Linked DNA regions of Macaca mulatta: region 2 is linked to region 1. A link is a contact called in public Hi-C data. All regions are on one chromosome and are shown on one strand. Each heading gives the region's core, a stretch centred on a gene start, on an enhancer-like site or on the middle of the called end of the contact. The rest is flanking DNA. Distances are from core to core; before and after follow the strand shown. Region 1 holds the start of CREM (cAMP responsive element modulator). Region 2 holds the start of FZD8 (frizzled class receptor 8).

Region 1 (6,011 bases), core at 1,382-3,881:
CAGGAAATAACAAACGAGTGGGTGGTGAGGAAGTGAATACAGCCCCTGCCTTGCCTTCCTCTCTTGAGAAATCTGATGGTGAGGGGATGGCAAGGGATGGAGCAGTAAGCAAATGGGCAAAAAATGAAATGTAAATGTACAACCTGGAATTGGCAACTCTGTGGCCTTCCTTATAGGGTTAGCAGTGCCAACAGTTTTCAAGAGGCAAGATACACATTTGTAGGGAATGAAGGAGCCAAGAGGACGAAAAAAGCTGCAGGTATACTCGTGGTAATTCAGCAAGATCTGATATGGGAAAGAAATGACATCTAACTTACAGTTGGATTTGGAAAGGAAAAGAGGCGCTCCTCCCGACCCAGAAAGGGAGGGAAAGTTGAAGTTATTTTGAAGTGAGGAGGGAGGATAAGGGTGTGACTGACAGCCTGTATTTTCTCAGAAAAGTAGGTGACCTACTTGTCCCTCCCCACCAGAGAATTAACTGTCACCTAGGTGAGGAGCCCCAAAAGCTAGACACTGGACTAACACAAACATGACTAGGTTTTTAAGTACTTATCTTATGGCAGATGTTTTTTTAAAATCTATAATAACCCTAACAGGTAGGTACTATTTTTCTTCCCATTTTAAAATCTTATGCTTCCCTTAAGAGGATATGAAACTTGCCCACAGCTAACAAGCATACATTTAAACCCAGATCCAACTGCATGGTTTTTTAAGTCTATTACATCTTATGTCAAGGGGATAGCAGAGGCCATGAACTGATGGGCTTATAAGTATGTGTATCTCACCTCTAGTACTGATCTTTGTAAAAAAACCAGATGAACAAAAAAATATGGTTTGTGCTTTCTGAATTTTATAATTAAGACTACATACATATGGGAGTAAAATACTGACAAGAAAGGAAACAGTAGAGAAAATACTTTGCAAATAAGAAATTGCCGTTCCTTTGATTTTTTTTGATTCATATGAACTTCTGTTACACAGACAATTGTTGTGGACACAATTCCCTTTGACCTATGAAAATTAGATTTGAACAAAGGTTCAGATTGGATTTAGATTAGGTCCTGCTCAGTGAAAATTATGAAAACACTGACACTACAGTAACTGATATGAAAGAATACAATAAATCCTCACTTAACATTGTCAATAGCTTCTTAGAAACTCGTTTTCAGTTAAACAATGTACAATGAAACCGATTTTTGTCATCAATATTATAATGAAATGAAGACAACATTGAATGAAATGTTTTTTTGTGGACCTGCTGTAAGTTGTTAGGCTAAAAATCATGGTTTCTAAGAACCTATCGTTAAGTGATGACCTACTGTACTCTATAACCATGCTGCTATTCTTTATTCCTGACATCTCATTAATTTTTTTTTTTTTTTTGAGATGGAGCCTTGCTCTGTCACCCAGGCTGGAGTGCAGTGGAACGATCTCTCAGCTCACTGCAGCCTTGACCTCCCAGGTTCAAGCGATTCTCTTGCCTTAGCCTCCCAAGCAGCTGGGACTACAGGTGTCTGCCACCACTCCCGGCTAATTTTTGTATTTTTAGTAGAGATGGGGTTTCACCATGTTGGCCAGGCTGCTCCTGACCTCAAGTGATCTGCCCATGTCTGCCTCCCAAAATGCTGGGATTACAGGCGTGAGCCCCAGGCCGACCTTTCTAATCTTAAAAAAAAAAAAAGAGAGATGGGGTCTCACTGTGTTCCCTAGGCTGGTCTCCTGGGCTCAAGCGATCCTCCCACCTTGGCCTCCCGAAGTGTTGGGATTACAGGCCTGAGCCAGCGCGCCCGGCATGCGGAGCATTTCCAGCCAAACACTGGGATAAACTGCAAGAAACGACCCTAAGAAGCAGGTGAATTGTCTCAGGAGCTCAAGCTTCCTTTGGAGAAGGACTCAACCAGCTGTGACTGGCTGTGAAGACAGAGGAAAAGGGCCTCTAGTTAAGGCATGTAGACAGCTTTTAAAAGTCAGAAGAAGCACGCCCGTAGTCCCAGCTACTCAGGAGGCTGAGGCGGGAGGATCACTTGAGCCTGGGGAGATAGACGTTGCAGAGCCGAGATCACACCACTGCAGTCCGGCCTGGATAGAGGTGAGACGCTCGCGGATCTTGGCTTGGGGTTGGCGGCTTTAGGAAGAAACTAACCTCGAGACCCTGAGGACCTGGCGACAGCCGTTACTCTGGCTGACAAATCATTGGACTTCCGGCGCACGCGCGGCGCGGCGCGGCAAGGCCAGCTTTCGATTTCCAGCCTTCCCCCGGCCCCTACCTTCCGCCCCACCTCCAGGCTAGTTCCTCCTCTTGGCCCCGCCCCCTGACCTTACTTCTCCCCACCCCTAGGCCCCGCCCCCTGATCCGCTCCTTCCCGCCGCCCCTCCCCCGTTCCATTTCATTGTTGGATTGTGGCGCCTCACTCCTGCTGGCGGCCGGCAGGGGGCGGAGTTCGAGCCTGGATTTTTTCCTCGGGGCGTCCCCCGGGAGGCCGTCCCGGCGTGGGGGAGGGGAGGGCGGGGCGGGAGGACGCGGTTCCGTCGGCTGCAGCGCTACTTTTGGTCCGGGGTCGGCAGGGAGGCCGCGGCTACCGCATCAGAGCTGACGTGGGGACTACGTGGGGCCGCTGCCGGCGCCGGGTTGCTGGGCGGCGGCGCCGCTGCTGAGCGGCGGTCGGGCTCGCCGTCTCCACCTCCTCGCGTCCGTAATCAGTGACGAGGTCCGCTACGTAAATCCCTTTGCGGCGGGTAAGTGGTGCGCCAGCCCCGGCCCCGAGACCCAGCAGCCGGCGACGCGGCGCAGGAGGCGGAGGTGGAGGCAGGAGGCGGAGCGGAGCCGGGGGCGGTGGAGCAGCGGAGGCCGAGCGGAGCCGTGGGTGGCGGGCCGGGACCCCGGAGCCGGGCGGAGGTTTGGCGGGGAAGCCGCGAGTTCACCTGACGCGGCCCCTCGCTTGGCGCCCCCGTGGCCGCTGCCTTCTCGGCCCACGCCCGCTTGGTCAGCTCAGCTGCCCCGGGACCCGCCTGCCTCCTCGCGAACTTGGGACGAGTTGGAAAATCCGCCCTGAGAGAGCCTTGCGGCTCAGGGGAGCGGTTTAACTCGGAAAAGGAAAAGGAAGCCAGAAGTAAGGACTTCGGATTTCAGTGCCCACAGCGCCTCTGCCCCACTTTGCGAGCTCAGTTCAAACTTCAGCGAACGCAGCCCGTTTTTCCCAAAACCCGGCCGGAGGGCCTCGTAGCTGAGTCATTCGGTCCCGGGCGCGGGCAATCTCAGGAGAGGGAAGGGCAGAGCCGCGACCGCTCTCGAATGGCGCATTTTCCCTTCTGTCTGAGTCTTACCTTTTTAGGGCCATCTGGTAAGGTTTCCAGAGCCTGCTGAATTTGGGGAATAAACACATTATTAAACATGCTTCTTTTTTTTTTTTTTTGAGACAGTTTTGCTCTGTTACCCAGGCTGGAATGCAGCGAGCGGCATGATCTCAGCTCACTGCAGCGTCTGCCTGCTGGGTTCGAGCGATTCTCTTGCTTCAGCCTTCCGAGTAGCTGGGATTACAGGCATGCGGCACCACGCCTGGCTAATTTTTGTATTTTTAGTAGAGCTGGGGCTTTTACCATGTTGGTCAGGCTGGTCTCGAACTCCTGACTTTCCACCCACCTCGGCCTCCCAAAGTGCTGGGATTACAGGCGTGAGCCACCGCGCCCAGCCTCAACATGTTTCTTAATCCTGTTGCGTTTTATTTGTATATCAGATACCTGAGTTTGAAATCACTTAGGGGTTTTCTGCATGCTGCTCAGTGAAGCAGCTGTCAGTTTGTAATCACATTTTAAGAAATTGTGACTTACAAGGCCAGTCTCAAAGTGTCATTGAAACTGAAAGAGCCCGTTTAACAGTGTGGTTTATGTACGCGACTCAGTTTTCTTTTCTATTTAATTTGCCGGGCGGATGAGAGTGCACCTTTCCCTTGACACAAAAACCTAGATTGAACAGTGAGAGGTCCGCTATGAACATTGTATCAGATTACATTAATAAACCACGCTGTTTTGTTTTGCTTTTGCTTTGAGCACCACGTTTTTTTCCTGGTTTTTTTTTTTTTTTTTTTTTTTTTTTTTTTTTTTTGAGACAGGGTCTATGCTCTGGCGCCCAGGCTGGAGTGCAGTGGCACGATCTCGGCTCACTGCAAGCTCCGCATCCTGGGTTCATGCCATTCTCCTGCCTCAGCCTCCCGAGTAGCTGAGACTACAGGCGCCCGCCACCACGCCTGGCTAATGTTTTGTATTTTTAGTAGGGACGGGATTTCACTGTGTTAGCCAGGATGGTCTCGATCTCCTGACCTAGTGATCCGCCCGCTTCGGCCTCACAAAGTGCTGGGATTACAGGCGTGAGCCATCGCACCCTGCCTTTTTTTCTTAGTCTTGATTCTGTTTTTGGATAACAAACTTTCCCTTCCTAAGTCATAGTAGTCTTAAAGTCTTTCAATCTAAAGTAATTTTTTTCCCAAAGGAAGGCTTGCACGCAATATGTTTGGCCAATAAATGCTAAGTATTAAAACTGATGTTTAAAGAACTATGTATTGATCCCGACACAACTTTAACAAATATATTAAAATGGTTTTGATCCTGAATGAGTAAACACTTAAAGCATCGTCAGTATACACACGACTTTGGCGAATCTGTAAATAGATGAATATAACACATACTTTCCCAGTGAGTTGGTGATGGATGTGGAATCATTTTGGTGAGTGTGAAGTTGTAATTACGGTGATGTTTGTGTACATATTTTGGTGACAGTATATGAATAAATTTTTATTTAATGCGTAAATACAGAGGACATTTTTATTTTTAGTCTTTTTGTTTTTGCATTGTCCGTGAAAGTTAATGAAATTTACTCCTACTTTCTGAATTTTAAACTCTCGAATCCATAGTTAATAGGCTGTATTCCAGTTTCATGCTCAGGTGAGTCACTGCGTAATCAAAATACAAAATCTTGCTTAGGGTTATGACCATTTCATGAATAGTAGGGAAAAGTTTTGCATTATTAACGTACATAAGGAATCCTGACTGAATCTTTACCAATATAGAGATATGTTTCTGAAGTTGTATTTTCTCCCAAGTTGTATTCCCTGCAAATTAAGTATTGGGTCAGAAGATTGAGCTAGGTTTATTGTTGAAGTGGATAGTCCTACTGAAGAGCTCTCAAATGTCCTGTTCCTTTTAGACAGACTTCTTAAAACTGAGCAGTGCAAGTAATAGCTGAACCACTGAGAGACGCTATTTTTTAGAGCAGTTTTAGAACCAGTATTTTTATATTTCCTTATCAACATTGATAAGGAAATAAGCCTGAAATGCCGAATTTTATTGTTTCTACTTAAGTAAACTGATGGATTCCGTATGTAAAAGTCAGCTTTGAAAAGAATTATTATTGTACATTGAATACAGTTTTGATATCATCAACACAGGAACTTAAAAAAATACCCATTTTAGGCTGGGTGTGGAGGCTCATGCCTGTAATCCCAGCATTTTGGGAGGCTGAGGCAGGCGGATCACCTGAGGTCGGGAGTTCAAGACCAGCCTAACCAACATGGAGAAACCCTGTCTCTATTAAAAATACAAAATTAGCTGGGCATGGTGGCCCATGCCTGTAATTCCAGCTACTCAGCAGGCTGAGGCTGGCAAGGCTGGAGAATCGCTTGAACCCAGAAGGCAGAAGGTGCAGTGAGGCGAGATCAAGCCATTGCACTCCAGCCTGGGCAACAGGAGCGAAACTCTGTCTCAGAAACAAAACAAACAAACAAAAAACCACCCATTTTAGGAAAGATGTATCTCATTACGCAATAGGTAGAAATGAACATTTTAAATAATTACGTTAATAATCTCCTTTTAGACAATACATTTTATTTTTATTTATTTATTTATTTATTTTTGAGACTGAGTCTTGCTCTGTGCCCCAGGCTGGAGTGCAGTAGCGCGTTCTCGGCTCACTGCAAGCTCCACCCCCCTGGGTTCACGCCATTCTCCTGCCTCAGCCT
Region 2 (6,104 bases), core at 2,327-4,826, 510 kb after region 1:
TTGGATATATACATATTTTACAGTTTTTTTTTTTTTTTTTTTTACAATTTAACAAATAATTATATAAATACATCCTCTAATGTAAGAAACCCGTATTTACTTGGGGTGTATAATTAAGACATTTCTTGTTTGTTTACTTAAGGCATTTGCCTGGTCATTAAGAATACCCAAACCGTGCAATCCCATCAGGTCGCGGTCACCCCTCCTCCAGGGTAAGTCAGGGGTGGGAGTTTACGTAAGAGAGTCGAGGGAGAAAAAGAGGTTCTCCCAGGTGAAATCTGGGTATCTGACTGCAAACCCAGCCAAGTGCAGCCAGGGAGGGCTCCAAACCTCGGGTTCTGGAAACGCCGCAGAGTCCACCCTCCTCAGCCAACAGAAATTAACTCGTGGCGGGAGGAGCTCCCCGCACATCAATGGAGGAATAGGGGCTGGGTCTGGGAGGCTTCAATGCCAGGTACTTTGTTCTAAGTGAGTCATTTAAGTCCCAGCTAATGGATACCATTAAGAGTTCATTATCATGCTAATAGCAATCAACACTGTGAAGGGGTGGGAACCTCAGCCCATCAAGTGTCCCTTCGCTGCACTTGGTCTCCTCGCCCCCCTCCCCACCCCTCCTGGGCGCCGCCTCCCCTCCGCTCAGACCTGGGACAATGGCATCTGCTTTGGATAAGACACGGAGCTGGCCGTGCCCGACCGCCACGTCAGGCCGGTGCTGACGTCGCTGTAGAGAGAGCCCGCGCCACCGCCTGGTCCCCCGCCGCCGGGCCCCCCGCCGCCACCGCCCCCCGGCCCGCCGCCGCCCCCAGCGGCCGTGGCGCCCGCGCCCCCGCCCACTGCGGCGCCCTTACTGGCCCAGCAGCAGCGGGTGCACAGGGAGCGCCAGGACTCCAGCGTCTTGCCGGACCAGACCCACACGCCCGAGGTGATGCCCACCACTAGGCACATGAAGTACTTGAGCATGAAGACGGCGTAGTCGGGCCTGCGCGCCTGGTCAGGCTGTAGGTCCCGCAGGCACGGGCAGTTGTGCGTGGCCTCCCAGCGCGGGCGGTTGTGCTGCTCGTAGAAAAGGCAGGCGACCACCACTGCCGCGGGCACGGTGTAGAGCACGGTGAACAGGCCCAGGCGGATCATCAGCTTCTCCAGCTTGTGCGTCTTGGTGGGGCCGTCCTGCTGCTTGATGACTGAGCGGATGCGGAAGAGCGACACGAAGCCGGCCAGCAGGAACATGGTGCCAATGAAGAGGTAGATGACCAGCGGCGCCAGCACGAAGCCGCGCAGATTGTCCAGGCTCTGGTTGCCCACGTAGCAGATGCCCGCCACTGGGTCGCCGTCCACCGAGCTGAGCGCCAGCACCGCTATGGACTTAACGCTGGGCACGAGCCATGCGGCCAGGTGAAAGTACTGCGAGTAGCCGGCGATGGCTTCGTTGCCCCACTTCATGCCGGCCGCCAGAAACCACGTGAGCGACAAGATCACCCACCAGATGGAACTGGCCATGCCGAAGAAGTAGACTAGCAAGAAGACCACGGTGCACAGCGCGGGGCCGGTGGTCTCATAGCGCACGTGCTGCTCCACCGCGCCCAGCTCCTCGTACTCGCCGCGCCCGCCCGGGCCGCCCGCGCCCGCGCCCGCCGCGCCCGCGCCCGCCGCCGCGCCGCCCGCGCCCCCCGCGCCCCCCGCGCCCGGCGCGCCGCCGCTGCACGCCACCTTCTCGTGGCCCGCCACCAGGCGCACTAGGTAGCCCACTGACACGAAGAGGTAGCAGGCCGAGAGAAAGATGATGGGCCGCTCTGGGTACTTGAAGCGCTCCATGTCAATGAGGAAGGTGGAGACGGTGGCGAAGGTGGACACGAAGCAGAGCACCGACCACAGGCCGATCCAGAAGACCGTGAAGGCGCGCTCGTCCTGGCTGAAGAAGGGGTTGTGGCAGGGCAGCGCGCAGTTGGCGATCTGGCCTGTCTTGACGCGGTTGTAGAGCGGGTGGCGCTCGCTGGACACGCTCACCATGGGCGCGCGGCATTGGCACCCGGGCTCGCAGGGAGCCGCGCCGCCGCCAGGGGGCCGCGCCTTCCCGCCACCGCCGCCACCGCGAGCTGGGGGCGCCGCCGCGTCCCCGCCGCCACCGCCCCTGCCGCCGCCGCGGTGCGGGGGCCTGGCCCCCGGCGGGCGGCCGTGGCCGCTGCCCGAGGGCGGCTGCTCGCCGGGCGGCGGCGGCGGCAGGCGGCGCGGGGGGCTGGGCGCGGCGGTGGTGAGGTCGGTGCGGTTGTAGTCCATGCACAGCGTGTCAGGGTTGCCCTGTTCGGGCAGCCGGTCGCAGCGCATGCGGTCGGGCCAGGCGAAGCCGTACTGACGCATGAGCGGCGCGCAGCCGGCCTTGGCGCGCTCGCACACCGAGCGGCAGGGCGGCAGCGGCTTCTTGTAGTCCTCCAGGCAGATGGGCGTGTACATGCTGCACAGGAAGAACTTGAGGTCGGGCGAGCACTGGATCTCCACCAGCGGCCAGAACTGGTGCACCTCCAGGCCCGCCTCGTCCTGCGTGTCGTGGTTGAACTGGTTGGGCATGTAGGTGTAGTTGTAGCCGATGCCCTTACACAGCGGCACGGTGATCTCTTGGCACGCCAGCTCCTTGGCCGAGGCGGCCGCCGCGCCGCTAGAGCGCTGCAGCAGCGCTAAGGCGGCCAGCAGCGAGGTCACTTCCAACAGGTAACCCCACTCCATGCTGTGCGCCTCGGCCCGGTGCCCTCGCCCTCCAGGCGGCGCTCAGAAGGGTGCCGGAGGGGAGGGGGCACGAGAGAGCCGGAGACGGGGAAAGCCGGTGATCTGGGATCTCCCTTATGCCTCGCCCGGGAGAGGAGTCTGCTGATAATCTAGCCCCTCGTAGGGGCGCGTCGCAGCCTCGGCAGGGCCCTTCCGCACTCCTTTCCGCCGCTCCTGGGATTTGAAGGCGGTCGCAGGCGCGCGCCACAGTCCGAAGGTCCTCTCTGCTCGCCCCAGGTCGCGCTCAGCCCTCGCGGCGCAGAGCGTCCGGGCTTCGGCTCATCGTCCCGCGCTCGCTCGCCTCCTCTCCGCGCGCCCGACCACTTCTCCCCGCCGCGCTGGGCGGCGGTGACTCCGCCGGGCACAGAGGGCGGCGGCGCTGCAAGTTTCCTCTCGGGCCGCGGTGCGCAGTCAAGATGGCTGGGCCCGGCCGTTCGCCGCGCCGGGTCAGCCCTGGAGGCCACCGCTTAGCCCCCGGGGGCTCATGCCCGCCCCCAAGGCCGCGCCACCGCCGCCGCCGGAGTTGGGGACCCGCCTCGGCCCAGGCCGCCGCCCTCTTTCTCCGGCGTCCGTCCTTCGTCCGTCAGCCCCCTGGACAGACGGACCCCCGCCACCAGGAAAAGTCAGCGCCGCGCTCCGTCCGCAGTCGGGCGAGGCGCACGCAGTCTCCTTCCTGCTGGACACCCAGGAGCAAATCCAGACCGGAAGGCGGAGCGGACACCTGAGTGGCGCGGCCCGCGCCCAGCCGCCGCCGCCGCCTCCTCCTCCTCCTCGGCGGGAGCAGCGCCCTTCGCCCAACTTCCCGGCTCCAGCCCCGCTCAAGCCGCGCGGCCGGCTCATGAATATTTATACAGCGCGGACTCGGTCTCCGCCCCCAGCCCCGCGAGCCAATCGCCGGGCGGCGGGGCGGAGTCCACGCGCTCCCAGGGCTCAGCCTTCCTTAAGGCAGTCCCCGAGTGTCCGCACCGCTGTGCGCGTTCTCTGCGGATGGAGAGTTTTGGTAACCTTGGGATTGGCCGCAGAGACAGAGTGTTGGCCACGGCTGTCCCCATGGCGCTGAGTGCGTCTGAGGTCTTGGTGCCCTTTCCCCGAGTCTGCCCTTGGGGACAGGGACGGGGTTTGGTGTAGCGCACGCCTCTTCGCCGCGTTTCAAACCAGCCAGGCCCCTGCTGCCACCCTCCGCGAATGCGGGTGATCTGCGGGCGGCGGGGGTCTCGCACTCCTCCGGGCGGCGCGGAGGTCCCGCAGCAGGCGAGTGCAGGGGAGGCCTGCCGGGGCGGTCTGCCGGGGCGGTCTGCCGGGGCTTGGCGCTGCAGAAGACCCGGGAACGGGTGTCCTCCTTGGGGTTCTCAGAACGATGGTTTCTGAGGCTTGGAGATGTGGGGGTTGGGGGGGGAGGAGTGGAGTCATTCTAAACTGGAGCTGGACCCAGGACGGCCCAGGTGAGATGCCCCGGAGCCCAGCCTTGGGCGCGCGAGGGGCGCGGGGGACAAATGCCCGCCTGAGACTTTTCTCCCGCCTCCGCTGCGTGACCCGGGGGAGCCTCAGTTTCCCCACCTCGAGAGTTGGGTGATCATAGCACAGATCTCTAAGGGGGCTTTGATAATTAGGTGAGATAAAATATAGAAAGCCCCGGGACGCCGTGCTTTCTTAGGAAAAAACATTCTATTTCTTTTTAAAAATCAAAACAAACCCCGAAACTTATAAATAGGACAGACTGGAAACTCTGGGGCTGGATTCCCTGCCTTCGCTTGGTTCTTTCAGGACGTCTATTCATCCATCCCAAGTTCACAGGCTTTTGCCAGAGCCTCCTTTTCTCTGGTGGGAGGCGGCGCTGCGCTCTGGCGCGGACTCCGGGACACGTATCTGCGCTCTGCACGAGGCCGGAGCCGGACCCGGGCTGCTTTTAGCAGCCGCTTGGGCCACCGCCAGCGAACACGGTCCCCGCCGGCTCCGCAGCCACCTTAAGACCGACCGGGAGGGGGGCTGCGGGCGGCCCGGGCCGGCGGCCTGGCAGGTTCATTTACGCTTGTTAGGGCGTCCCAGGGGGCTGTCTTTCTCCTGGAATGGAGTGTTTATTTTTTAATTGATGTGCTGTTTCATTTAGCGCTTGTATGGAACTCATGCTGGGGCAGTAATTACTGTAATCTCGGGAACAAGCATTTCAGTTAGCCAGGAGGGTGGTAGAATATGTTTCTCTCTCTCTCTCTCTCTCTCTCTCTCTCTCTCTCTCTCTCTCTCTCTCTCTCCCCCCCCACCACCACCTCCCTCCCTCCCTCCTCCCTTCTCCCCATCTCCGTCTCCCTCTTCCTCCCTCCCTCTCTTCTGTCTTCTTCCCTCTCTCTCTCCCCACCTCTTCTCTCTCTCTCTCTCCCCCTCCCTCTCCCACCTCTTTCTCTCCCTCCTCCCTTCTCCCCTTCCCCTTCTCTCTCTCCTTTCCTCCCTCCCTTTTCTCTCCGTTCTCTCACTCTGTTCTTGTTTCAAGATTTTTGCTATTTGCCAGGTTTCACACCGGAACAAGTACAGTTGGAGAACAAAAGTTGCAGAGGGCGTGGGGACAGAGCAAAACAATTAAAGGCACATTTGAGGCCAGTTCCGGTTTTCGGGGCGCTGCTGGTGGTGGTGGTAGTTGGTGGTTGTCCGTTCAGAAACAACTCTTGTCATAAAACAAAAATAACCAGCAGTATTTGTAGATTGCTTGAGCTGATGGCATCTATGTCTTTCTCCTCTTGCTTTCTGTAGCTCAGTTAGCAACCTCATTATGAAACATGTTACAAGTAGACTGTCAGACCGCACCCTGCCCCAGCGCCCCGTTTTTGGCAAGTTCTGTGTTCTAGACATATCCACCAATCTTTAGTTATACCCCACTATTTTTTTATTTTTTTTAGTTTTGGTCTAGTTGAACCTCTTTATACTGAAAAGCAACACTTCCTTCCCACTTTTGTTTTGGAAAAACTAAAGTCCGTAGGAATTAGGAATTCAAAGGCTTCAGAAATATTTCTGATTCAGCAGAAAACGGGCTATTCAAAAATGCAGACTAGACCTTTACTTGATTACAAATTTTTTTTCCTTTCCCACCTCCTGCAAATCTGAATTCCCACTTGTATGGTGAATGTAGAAAGTCGCTATCTCTGCCGTTGGCACCTTGTTTCCAGAGGGCGAGTCTCCAGAGCGCATCAGCTGCAGGTAATTGCGGGAGGTTCCAGTGCTGATCTGAGCGCAGCAGTGCAGGCAGAGCCCCAAAGACCAGCAAGGGTGCTGCACTGCCCGCACCACAGATGGGAGGGGCTGGTTTCCAAGAGCAACACAGATGGTGAAAAGTTTCTGTTGCTTTTCTTCCACGGGGA

Evidence for each region. Hi-C and Micro-C count contacts between places; a contact is called where the count stands out from the background.
Region 2: a Hi-C map of fetal cortical plate shows a contact between it and region 1, with 3 times the contacts expected there. The contact joins the promoter of FZD8 here to the promoter of CREM in region 1. A contact is called at or near these places in 2 of 14 Hi-C or Micro-C datasets (fetal cortical plate and liver).

Annotation. Positions count from the first base shown.
Region 1 is chr9:36,533,371-36,539,381 of T2T-MMU8v2.0, forward strand. It overlaps CREM (cAMP responsive element modulator), which reads left to right and starts at 2,632. Exons shown (of 4, transcript XM_077946243.1): 1 at 2,632-2,736.
Region 2 is chr9:37,043,734-37,049,837 of T2T-MMU8v2.0, forward strand. FZD8 (frizzled class receptor 8) reads right to left here and starts at 3,577. Exons shown (of 1, transcript XM_015146845.3): 1 at 1-3,577. The coding sequence starts at 2,718. The coding sequence ends at 637.